Linked DNA regions of Bombyx mori: region 2 is linked to region 1. Evidence: chromatin contacts called from public Hi-C data. All regions are on one chromosome and are shown on one strand. Each heading gives the region's core, a stretch centred on a gene start, on an enhancer-like site or on the middle of the called end of the contact. The rest is flanking DNA. Distances are from core to core; before and after follow the strand shown.

What was found. A called contact is a pair of places that touch in the nucleus more often than the background predicts.
Region 2: a Hi-C map of whole pupa shows a contact between it and region 1, with 1.8 times the contacts expected there. The contact joins the promoter of LOC101741191 here to the enhancer-like site in region 1. A contact is called at or near these places in 2 of 7 Hi-C or Micro-C datasets (middle silk gland and whole pupa).

What each region holds. Positions count from the first base shown.
Region 1 is chr25:9,927,411-9,932,544 of ASM3026992v2, forward strand. All of the region lies in intron 1 of LOC101741191 (kielin/chordin-like protein), which reads right to left. Among protein-coding and RNA genes, the nearest start is that of LOC134201452, 9.8 kb to the right of the region's middle. Within about 2 kb of position 2,376, at least 2 of the 8 cell types and tissues checked have open chromatin away from gene starts, as enhancers often do.
Region 2 is chr25:9,968,031-9,973,164 of ASM3026992v2, forward strand. It overlaps LOC101741191 (kielin/chordin-like protein), which reads right to left and starts at 3,081. Exons shown (of 24, transcript XM_012689612.4): 1 at 2,873-3,081.

The DNA of each region.
Region 1 (5,134 bases), core at 1,126-3,625:
CTGAACCATGCATCCGATTGATTTGAAACTTGGTATCCATGTAGAAAATACATGTACCTACCTAATGGATAGCCTAATATTTATATGAGTGTTAGACTCCCTAATAATAATGACAATAAACAATAATGTTTATTTTAAATGCCCAGCGATGCGGGCGAGTACGGCTAGTTTGATCATAAACCACTGACGCATTAACTTGGGTACACCTTTGTAATGCTTCGCAAGGGGCAATAAGGGTGCGGGAGCAGCGAAATATTGCCATTTTTGTTCTGTTCAAATCAATACAACTTCTTCACTTTTCGGCTAGTAATGAATAAAATCAATAGGTTTGGAGACAGACAGTATATATTTTACTAGCTTTAGCCCGCGTGGAATAGTTACTTTGGCATAACGCTAAATTTTACCCCCACTTCATTTACGTCGAAAGTGAAAATATTTTTGAATTATAGAATGTTGAGGAGCTATTTAAACCCCTATTTTGTAACATTCTTCATTGATGCTCCACTTGTATTGGCTTTACCGTGATGTTATAGCCTCAATAAATGGGCTATCTAACACTGAAAGAATTTTTCAAATCGGACCAGTAGTTCCTGAAATTAGCGCGTTCAATCAAACAAAATCTTCAGCTTTATAATATCAGTATAGATTTTTAAAAACAACTTGCGTTTCTCTGTTAGCCTAAGTGATTATTCTAGTTACGCCCGGATGGTTGAGCTCACGGTTTCAACCTGAGAGAATTTGCTAACACTAGACCTATCAAGAGCAGTGCTTCGCTGAATCTACCACAGGGTCGGAATGGCGATCCACTGAGAAGATCCATCGAGAAACTCAGTGGGCTGTGTCTGTGGCTGATTTCATTCATGCAGCTTAGGGCTTAAGCATTAAATTTAGTTTTTATGATTTAAATTTCAAATGTGAACACGTTGTCCACTTGTTCGCTCTTCTTTACAGTATGGCCCCGAAACACGAAATAGAAGTCTTAATTGCATTGGATTTATGGCTATCCGAGCCTCTATACCGTAATGCAAGAGCACCAAAACGTCTTTAAGATTTTATTTTGATCGGTACTTGTACTAACTAGTCGATCGAGATTGAAAATGTAAGAAAAGAAAAAAATATTGGAACCCAATTGTTAGTGTGGTGCCAGAAACCTAATGTAGAGTTCCAGCAACTGTACAAAGTTTTAACACAAACGCGACGCAAAGATCTTAAACAACAAAAAAAAGTTCAAACAAATGAATATTCATTTGTATAATTTGAAAAGGAAGATGATTAGATGTATTTGACGGCTTTCTCCTGTAAATCTTATCTTATCTTATACCTGTAAACGAGCAATTATTTTATATATTATATATAATCTGAATCTCGGAAACGGCTCCAATGACTTTTATAAAATTTAGTATACAGGGGATTTCGGGGGCGATAAATCGATCTAGCTACGATTTATTTTCAGAAAATGTTGTTTTTATCGTGTTTTCAATAATCAACTTTATCGATAATCAACTTTATGACTCTTCCCGACGTCTATTGGCGAATAATAATACAATTTTTCATAATCGAGCAACTAACTGCTTTAAAAACACAATAGCACTAAAGCTATTCTAGCAGATGGCGTTGTTAAGCCACCCGAAGCCAATGAGTTTTTGGTTTAAGGTTAGACCAAGAAAATTAATTGTTTATTTATATTATTTGTCTCATTTTTACTCATGTGTTCACTTAAAAATACCTAAACGTTTCTCTTTTCAGCACCCGCTTTAGCAGAACCTATCTAGGCAAGCACTCACCTGCTCCTCGTCTAACTAACCTTTATAATAATCTAGTCAGAAAAGCTGAAAACCTTGACATATTTGGCGATTCCCTTCCAATATTCAGGAACAAAATTATAAAAAGTTGTTGTTGAACTTCAGCCTCAGCCTTGGTCTGAGTACTCGGGTATTACTGTCCTTGTTGTCTTTCTTTTGTTTTTAATTTTTTATTATTAGTATTAGTATTGTTAAATCTCTGTTGATACATTAATGTAATGGATGCTGTGATTGCCTCTAATTAGAGTTGCAGTTATCAATTGGTCTATACATGTCAATGTTATTTTATGTCTTACTGTAAACCCTGTTGGTAATGCTTAAATAAATAAACGATCTTAGAATATTTCATCATTTTATCAATATGTAATTCGTATTTAAATATAGGTAATTTCTTAAAAACACAATTTATCAAAAAAAAACACCGTCATCGTCTATTATCAATAATTAGGCACTAGTTTTAAGAAAATACACTTTATTGCAGTAATAATTGATGCGCGCACTAATGAGGATTCCGGACACGTTCGAGGTATGCATGTCCTCGCGCCACTTAGCCGTTACGTACTCTGCGCTCTGTCGGGCTTTCCCGCGCATTATCCATGTTCTGAATTTAATATTCATTACATTTTTACTGGTGGTAGGACCTCTTGTGAGTCCGCGCGGGTAGGTACCATCGCCCAGCCTATTTTTGCCGTGAAGCAGTAATGCGTTTCGGTTTGAAGGGTGGTCCAGCCGTTGTAACTACATTGAGACCTTAGAAGTTATGTCTCAAAGTGGGTGGCGCATTTACGTTGTAGATGTCTATAGGCTCCAGTAACCACTTAGCACCAGGTGGGCTGTGAGCTCGTCCGCCCATCTAAACAATAAAAAGAAAAACATATTATTTTTTCTTAAAATGAAGGCGGCATATTTACAAAAAACAGATTTATCGCTATCATTACAAAAATAATACAAAAAAGAAATTTCTCTCTCACACACACACACATAGCAAACGAATCTGTTCATCATAAGTATATTTGCTAAGGTAAGGAAGTTCGTCAAGCCACACTTTTTATAGATTCACAAAATTATTTAGAACATAATAAACCACACACAATAAATGATTTACGTAAACAGTGTCGCGACCTTTGCGCAAACATTTTCATTACAATAAAAGCAATCCGAATGAAAGCTGTCTACAAAGTATCACGCTTATCTACAATCTATTCGTTATTCGGGATACGGAAGTGACGTAAGCTGAGTTAGTCGTGGGCATGCTGATTAACTATAACTTTCTCCGGCTTATACTCCGACGCTTTTCGGTCAATGAACTTCAGACAATAAAATAGTTCGGAATAAAAAAACTCCTCATAAATGTATTTATTGATAGTTCAGTTTTTATTATGTTTGCTAAAGTGCTGTATTCTCTAATCACAAAATAAACAAAACGCAGTTTTTTAAACTACCTTGATCTACTAAACTACAATTGGTAATGAAGTACAAATAAGACTGGCTGTGGAGAAAATAAAAAATAATATGAAGAGAATAGATTCAAATTTATTTTGTAAGCAGGTATAAATCTATTAATACAATTATTAATTAAAATTAGCCAAATATTACGGTGTATTCTCAAACTACTTTTACAATGAAAGAATAAAATCATGTTACATAAATCAATACCAAAAGAAATATATAATTTTATTATTTCACAATAGAGACATATCAAAACTATAGGTAGTTGACGGCATTGATGTTGTTAATGTATGTGAGAAAAGTTAGCCCATAGCCCCATAAAACCCAAGTTTATCCCAGTAGATAACTGATAATGCGCACAAAACGAAAACAATCTGTCAACGCTTAGCATTATTAATTAATTAGCAATCGTGATGTATGGTGTACCATCTTATCAGAATGCTACCGACAAAACGCAATTAATTTAACTGTCAGTTACTGAACTGCTTAATAATGAACACTACACTATTTATTCTTGATTCCAATATTTATGTTTTTCGGTCGAGATCGATCATGATATATATTTGTTTGTATATTTTAAAATTGTGAAAATGTGAAGTTCCAATCACAATATATTTGTCGTATTTGCTCGAAACTTCGATTAAAAATGTTTCAAAGTACTTGAGAACCACTTGGCAAGTCCTCAGGATCTCCGATGTCGTAAGATGTGAGTGAACTCTGCGTGTATGACGTATGTGATTACGTAACGATCCGCCTGGTACATACATTTGGTGAAAGGTCTCGCAGTCGAAGAATCCCCGTCATACCCGACAAGTCATGCATTGGAGAATTTCAGTAACAAATTACGATCTGTTGTTATATTATACAATCAATAAGCTGGAGATTTTTGTGGCTTCATGAAGGGCATATAAACGCGGATGAGTATTTATAAAGTGATATATGTATTTAAGGAAATCCAATGCCTAGTAGAGAACATCTTGCGATTGCTTTAAACATTAAGCTTTTCGAAATAACTTCTCTTAATTACCAATATTATTCAGTCTGTTTGTAAATAATCTTGTTTTAGTGTTACGTATTGAGCCGGTTTTGATGAAACCGTATAAGTTGTAAGGTTTAAGCTCCTCTTTTTTTTATAATAAACACTTTTTTTTCACAATCAAAATATGAGCACCCGTTTTCAATGACTCCCTAATTCCAAACTTAATGCGTATCTTATCTTGAAATTGAATTTCATTATTATGTCTAAGTTAAAGTTTTAACATCCAACTTAAGATAAAATAAAAGCTTAGAGATAAACATTCGGTAGTAAACTATGTAGTATTGGCCGGCAATAAAGTTCAGTAATTGGTTTTGAAGTCTCATTGTTAGTAGCCACTGTAGTTTTAGTTAGTGAAGTTGGAATCCCGACAATGTAAAGCTACGAGCTTGTTATTGTCAAGTTTTTAGTCATCAAAACACGACGCACGAGAATATTTTTAAATAATCTATTGCATAGTTATTTAATATCAAATAATATGTGCAATAATACAACCATCTTACTTTTGGAAAAGCTTGATCTCAATACTATAATTCCGTCTCTTTAGCTGGGGTTTTCCTGTTTGCAATCAAGCCGACTTTTTTACATTACCTTTTGACTTTCATTACCGCCAACATATTTGCAACAAATCCAACCGAATGCCTCATAAATAATGGTAAATAGAAATAGTAATTGGAAATACCACAGGCACTTTAAGACTATTCGAAGGTCAAACATAAATTCACACAAACCTCAATCCTGATCGGGACCGTAATTCAAAGGGTCGTAAAAGCGGTGTTGAAATTTGATTCGTCGCGAATTGCAATAGTTAGTTGAAGACATTCCACGAGTTCCATCGTAAAACTGA
Region 2 (5,134 bases), core at 1,831-4,330, 41 kb after region 1:
ATTCGATAGTTAATGGAATTCAATAACTTGATTAAAGACTACTTTATTCATAATGAAGCACTTTTAACTTGTCCTTTGAAAATTTTGATTGTCTTTGAACAGTCTATTTTACAGAGATTGAAACGCTTTCGCTTCAAATTTGAGGAATTTATATTTCAAATTACGTTCCGTTTAAATGCTTGTAATTTTGTTATTAATTTCATTATAGTAACATTGAATGCTTAGGTTTGATTAGGGATTCCAGACAGTCTACAGATCTTTACAATGTTGGACACAAAATACATACTACACAAATCGTTGTATGCGTAAATCAAAACTTTAAAAGACAATTACAACGAAATGTGATGAAATGATTATCTTGTGAAATCTTACACAAAAATATTTATAATAGAATCAGCAGTATAGTAATCTCTTACTGGCGGTAGGACCTCTTGTGAGTCCGCGCGGGTGGGTACCACCACCCTGCCTATTTCTGCCGTGAAGCAGTAATGCGTTTCGGTTTGAAGGGTGGGGCAGCCGTTGTAACTATACTTGAGACCTTAGAACTTGTATCTCAGGGTGGGTGGCGCATTTACGTTGTGGATGTCTATGGGCTTCAGTAACAAGGTGGGCTGTGAGCTCGTCCACCCATTTAAACCATAAAATATATATATATTTCATTCCCGATTCTGCGGACCGAATGGTAAGCAGTCGACGTCGCTCAAAACACGTCATCCCGGATCCTCCCGGTCCACTAACGGTGCTTTTAGGTACCCCAAGCACCGGTCATCGTTCTCTAAGAACCCGTCGCTTGCGACGAAGAGCGCGGCAAGTAAAATAATCCACAGACACAGCCCACTGAGTTTCTCGCCGGACCTTCTCTGTGGGTCGCGTTTCCGATCCGGAGGTAGATTCTGCGAAGAACGGCTCTTGCTAGGGTTCATGTTAGCAACAACGTCGGGTTTGAGCTTCGTGAGCTCACCAACTCGCCCGGTGACGCTGATATGTTTCTCTCAAGACCATCAGCTTAGGTAGGAAATAAAATGTCTTAATTACTGTTTACTTTATTATTAATCTAATTAATTTAACATGAAAATTTAGTCTGTCTGTACATAGACCAAAAGAATTTACTACTGCCTGATCCGTATTTTTATTCCATAGTACTAGTTCCCGCAAGAGATTCGCTTCGCGCTAAACTCTTCAACGGCTTTCTCTGCCTTGTTTGAGTCTCGAACAATCTGAGGTTCTGATTCAGTTTGTTGTACGACAAACGATTCGACTTCAACAAACTCTTATCTACAGGGAATCAGTAGTATGACATTGTCCTCCCAATCCAAAAATAATCCGAACGGCGTTTAGAGGACAGGGCAATGATACGAAATATCCCGAGGGTCGAAACGCCGGCAAATTAATTAATTTTAATAAAAACCCTCAAAGTATATACCACCTCGGGCGCATCTCACCCTTATCCTATTTTCCAATCCCAAGCCCAGGGCATAATTCTAAAAAGTTCCAAAATATCACCGAACTAGAGAAACAAAATATCAACTTGGATTTAATTTGAATATAAATATTTTTATGAAATAAGGCTTCAAATATTTGGACGATAGTGTGGCCGTTGTAAAATCTACATATAAATTTAAATTTCAACAAACTTATTTACAGTCATAGCACGACTATCAAAGGTCTTGAAGCCTTAATCTTTGTACGGCATTTATCGGGTACTACATATTTCATCTGCATATTCTATATTTACCTACATAATATTTAGATCATACATAGAACAAGGAATTGTTAAAATATTGGTTTTCAGTATTTTGTTACATGAAAGAGAAATATGTGTACGACATTCCGTACATAATTATTCCTGTCGGACTTTACCTGTACCCAAAGAAATTCCACGCGGAAATTCCAATTCTGTACCTTTAATTACTCACATACTTGAAGATTTAGACGTGTGCCTTTATGAATTAATTCACGCGTACTATTAAAATTAAAATTTGAATTGAAGGAAGGAATATACAGTTCACAAAAGCTATAGATTTGGTATGAATGGCCAACTGATGGAGTGAATTGTACGGTTCTAAAATCCTTTCAACTATGGGAAGCACCGATCACGATCTAAGAATGTGAATTAATACATATTGATGAATTAATATATGAAACATATAAAGGATGACATAGGACACCCTAGGAGCAATAATCATGAGCTCAAAACGAAATATTTTTATTATTAAATATGGTTACAAATATTCACATGTGATATTTCCATAACCGTTGTACAACCCCTTGATCATTCAAATTAATTTCAAATAAGGTGCTTAAACATCTAACTTCGATTGATTTTGGCGGCATTACCAATTTTTTTATTATTACTTAGCCTTACATAAAACAGTCTTATTTGGAATAATGGAATTATTTTTTTACACACTTGTTGATTTATTATGGTCTCTCGAAGCATTAGCTCGCAAATATCACTTGTGCAGATATAATGAATTTATAAAGCATTCGGATTGTTATATTAATTGATCACAACAATAAAATAACGTTTCTCAATAATATTAAGAACTTTAATGTAGGTGAAAATAAATTAAGTTAGATACGTTCATTTTTAATTGGACGAGCGACTGGTGCGCTAACAAAGCGTGACGGCGCGATAACTGCTCGCTAAGCTATATTCAAGTTATGCGAGTCGAGTAACTTTCACATTTTTTGCGCAAACAACAAATAAAAAACTCAAGACTCTCTGCATGCCGGGCCGATGCGTCTTCGAAGCGGTAGAAAATATCATACAGCAACTGAACGATCGGTATCCATTCACAAAACAAACAATTATATTTTGAAAGTAATATCTGTTGAACCACTAAAGTTTGGTAATTAAAAGAACACACACCTCCCGTTGATAATGTGTCGCTCCAGATTTGCTCCCGATATCCTTGCAATTGTTCACAAATCACTTTCGCGTCACTTCACGATCACTAGAGGCAAGTAAAGTATCACTCGCGGCGAAGTATCGGCGCCGTAAATCGATTAGGCCAGATCGACGGGTATACGATTCGAGCGCCCGTTGCAGACTGTGGACTGGTCGCGGTGTCCGTGTATAACGCGCGGCAACGCGGCTTGTCTCGAATCAAGGCCATGCAAAACGCTGCTCCCATTTCCCCCAGTGGAAAGTGTTCGTATCCGTGATCCGTGCCCCTTTCGGGCAGGTGTGGGAGAAAGCACCTAAAAACTTAATCGTTCTGAGTCATTCGGCGAGATGATTCGGTCGTCGATCGTGTTTTGGTCAAACATCTGACCGATTGTCGAAAGTGAAGCGACCGGTTTGGGAGTCGCCAATTCGGCTTAAAAAGAAAAGTTCGTTAGGACCGCCTTTATCGCAAATGTAAAATTTAGGCGCTTCGTTTGAAAATATAATGTTAAACAAGTGTCCAATTAAACTTAACATGCTTGGTTAACCTGTGAAACTTTTTCGCAAGTTACAAATGCAAATTACGTATTTAAGGGACCAAACAAAAAAATGCTGAAGTAAGAGTTATAATACAACGTCTAAGGGTCTAATTTCGTTCGGGGTCCGTATGTTTATTTTAAAGGCTATCTCGCATTCAGCGGTCTGAAATGAAAAATAAAAATATTGCCGTGAAGAGCGGTAAGGTTCATAAATTCTGTGGAACCGTAAATTAAAACTTGGCAGCAGTCCGCGAGAACGACATGCACCATTATAACGGATGCGACACTGTTTCTCTGCTCCATATAATATTTCGAAAACATTAATAATATATCCATATTTATAAATAAGTTTTCAAATATGCTTTCATCAGGTTAACATTAGAATGAATTTATAATTTCACGTTTCATTGTTATTCTGTTCAAATTCTTGGTTAGGCCAAAATTGTAAACATATATCTGTAAAAAATACAAAATTTCAGCTACAGTAAGTGTCTTTGTGAAATACATTTGGGTAAAGGTGTTTACGGTGTGTTTGAGACATATTATCTAAAACATAACACAAGAGAAAAGGTTATGTAAATGGGTAAATGTACAGGGGTAAGGTTATGGGGAAATGTAAATGGGTAAGCTTAGGGGTAAATGTACAACGTTAAATGGTGTGTGTAACGAGTATTTTGGTCACTATTTGGTATGTCACTTTCTAGAATACTCGCAAATACCTTGTTGAGTTTTTTAGTTTTAACTAGAAAAAGTTTTCAAAGAAAGTGTTTCATTCCGCCCCCAGATCCCCCTGTCACCTTTTATGTATAGAAATGGTAGTGTAAGGTAGAGGGGGAAGAGGTCGACGGAAGAAGACATGGATGGAGTGTGTGAATGACGATATGAGAGAGAGAGAGGAATGAGTGTTGAGATGACGGCTGATAGAAGAGAATGGAATAGAAAAATTCGCTGTGCTGACTCCACTTAGTGGGATAGGGTGGAGAAAAAGAAGAAGTGTTCATTACCCAAAACAAATTCTTGTTATTTTCGTCTACATCTGAACATCCATGTTAAATATAAAAAAACATTATACACTTTTTCGTTTAGCACTCAAAGGCGTTAGGAATGCTGTAAAATTTAATTTGATACCTACGACGGTTGATGGAATGGAAAAATTAATCGCATATAGGGCTGTCAATTTGGAAATTAAGTAACAACATTCTACTCTTCCTTATATACGAGTAGTCGTAGTCTTAATTAGAGGAGAGATATAAGGAAAACGGTTCGTTTATGTAACTTTTCTTTTATTTCTTTATTGTTTGTTGATGTGAACTTAAAGTTAGTTTGGTAATATGTAAATATACTATGAATAGTGGTTACGTGTCAACCAATTACTAACAAACGTCATTTCTGTTATGAACAATACATTACTTAGAGGGCTCGTACAACCAGCCGAATTGAATTTTTTTTTTTTTTTTTTTATGATTGAAAATTTACTGGTGACCCGAAGGCCTTTCCAGTTTCACCAGGACAGGTGGGCGAGCAAAGGCTCAGCCAAGAGGGGTGGGATTTGCTAACAACTGCCCGAGCGCCTCCGAAGGAGACCTAACAACTCAAGAGCAATTGTTTCGCGAATGAATCTACTACCGGATCGGAATCGCGACCCGCTGAGAAGATCCGGCGAGAAACTCAGCGGGCTGATGCATGGGTTAGGTTGCACGTCGAC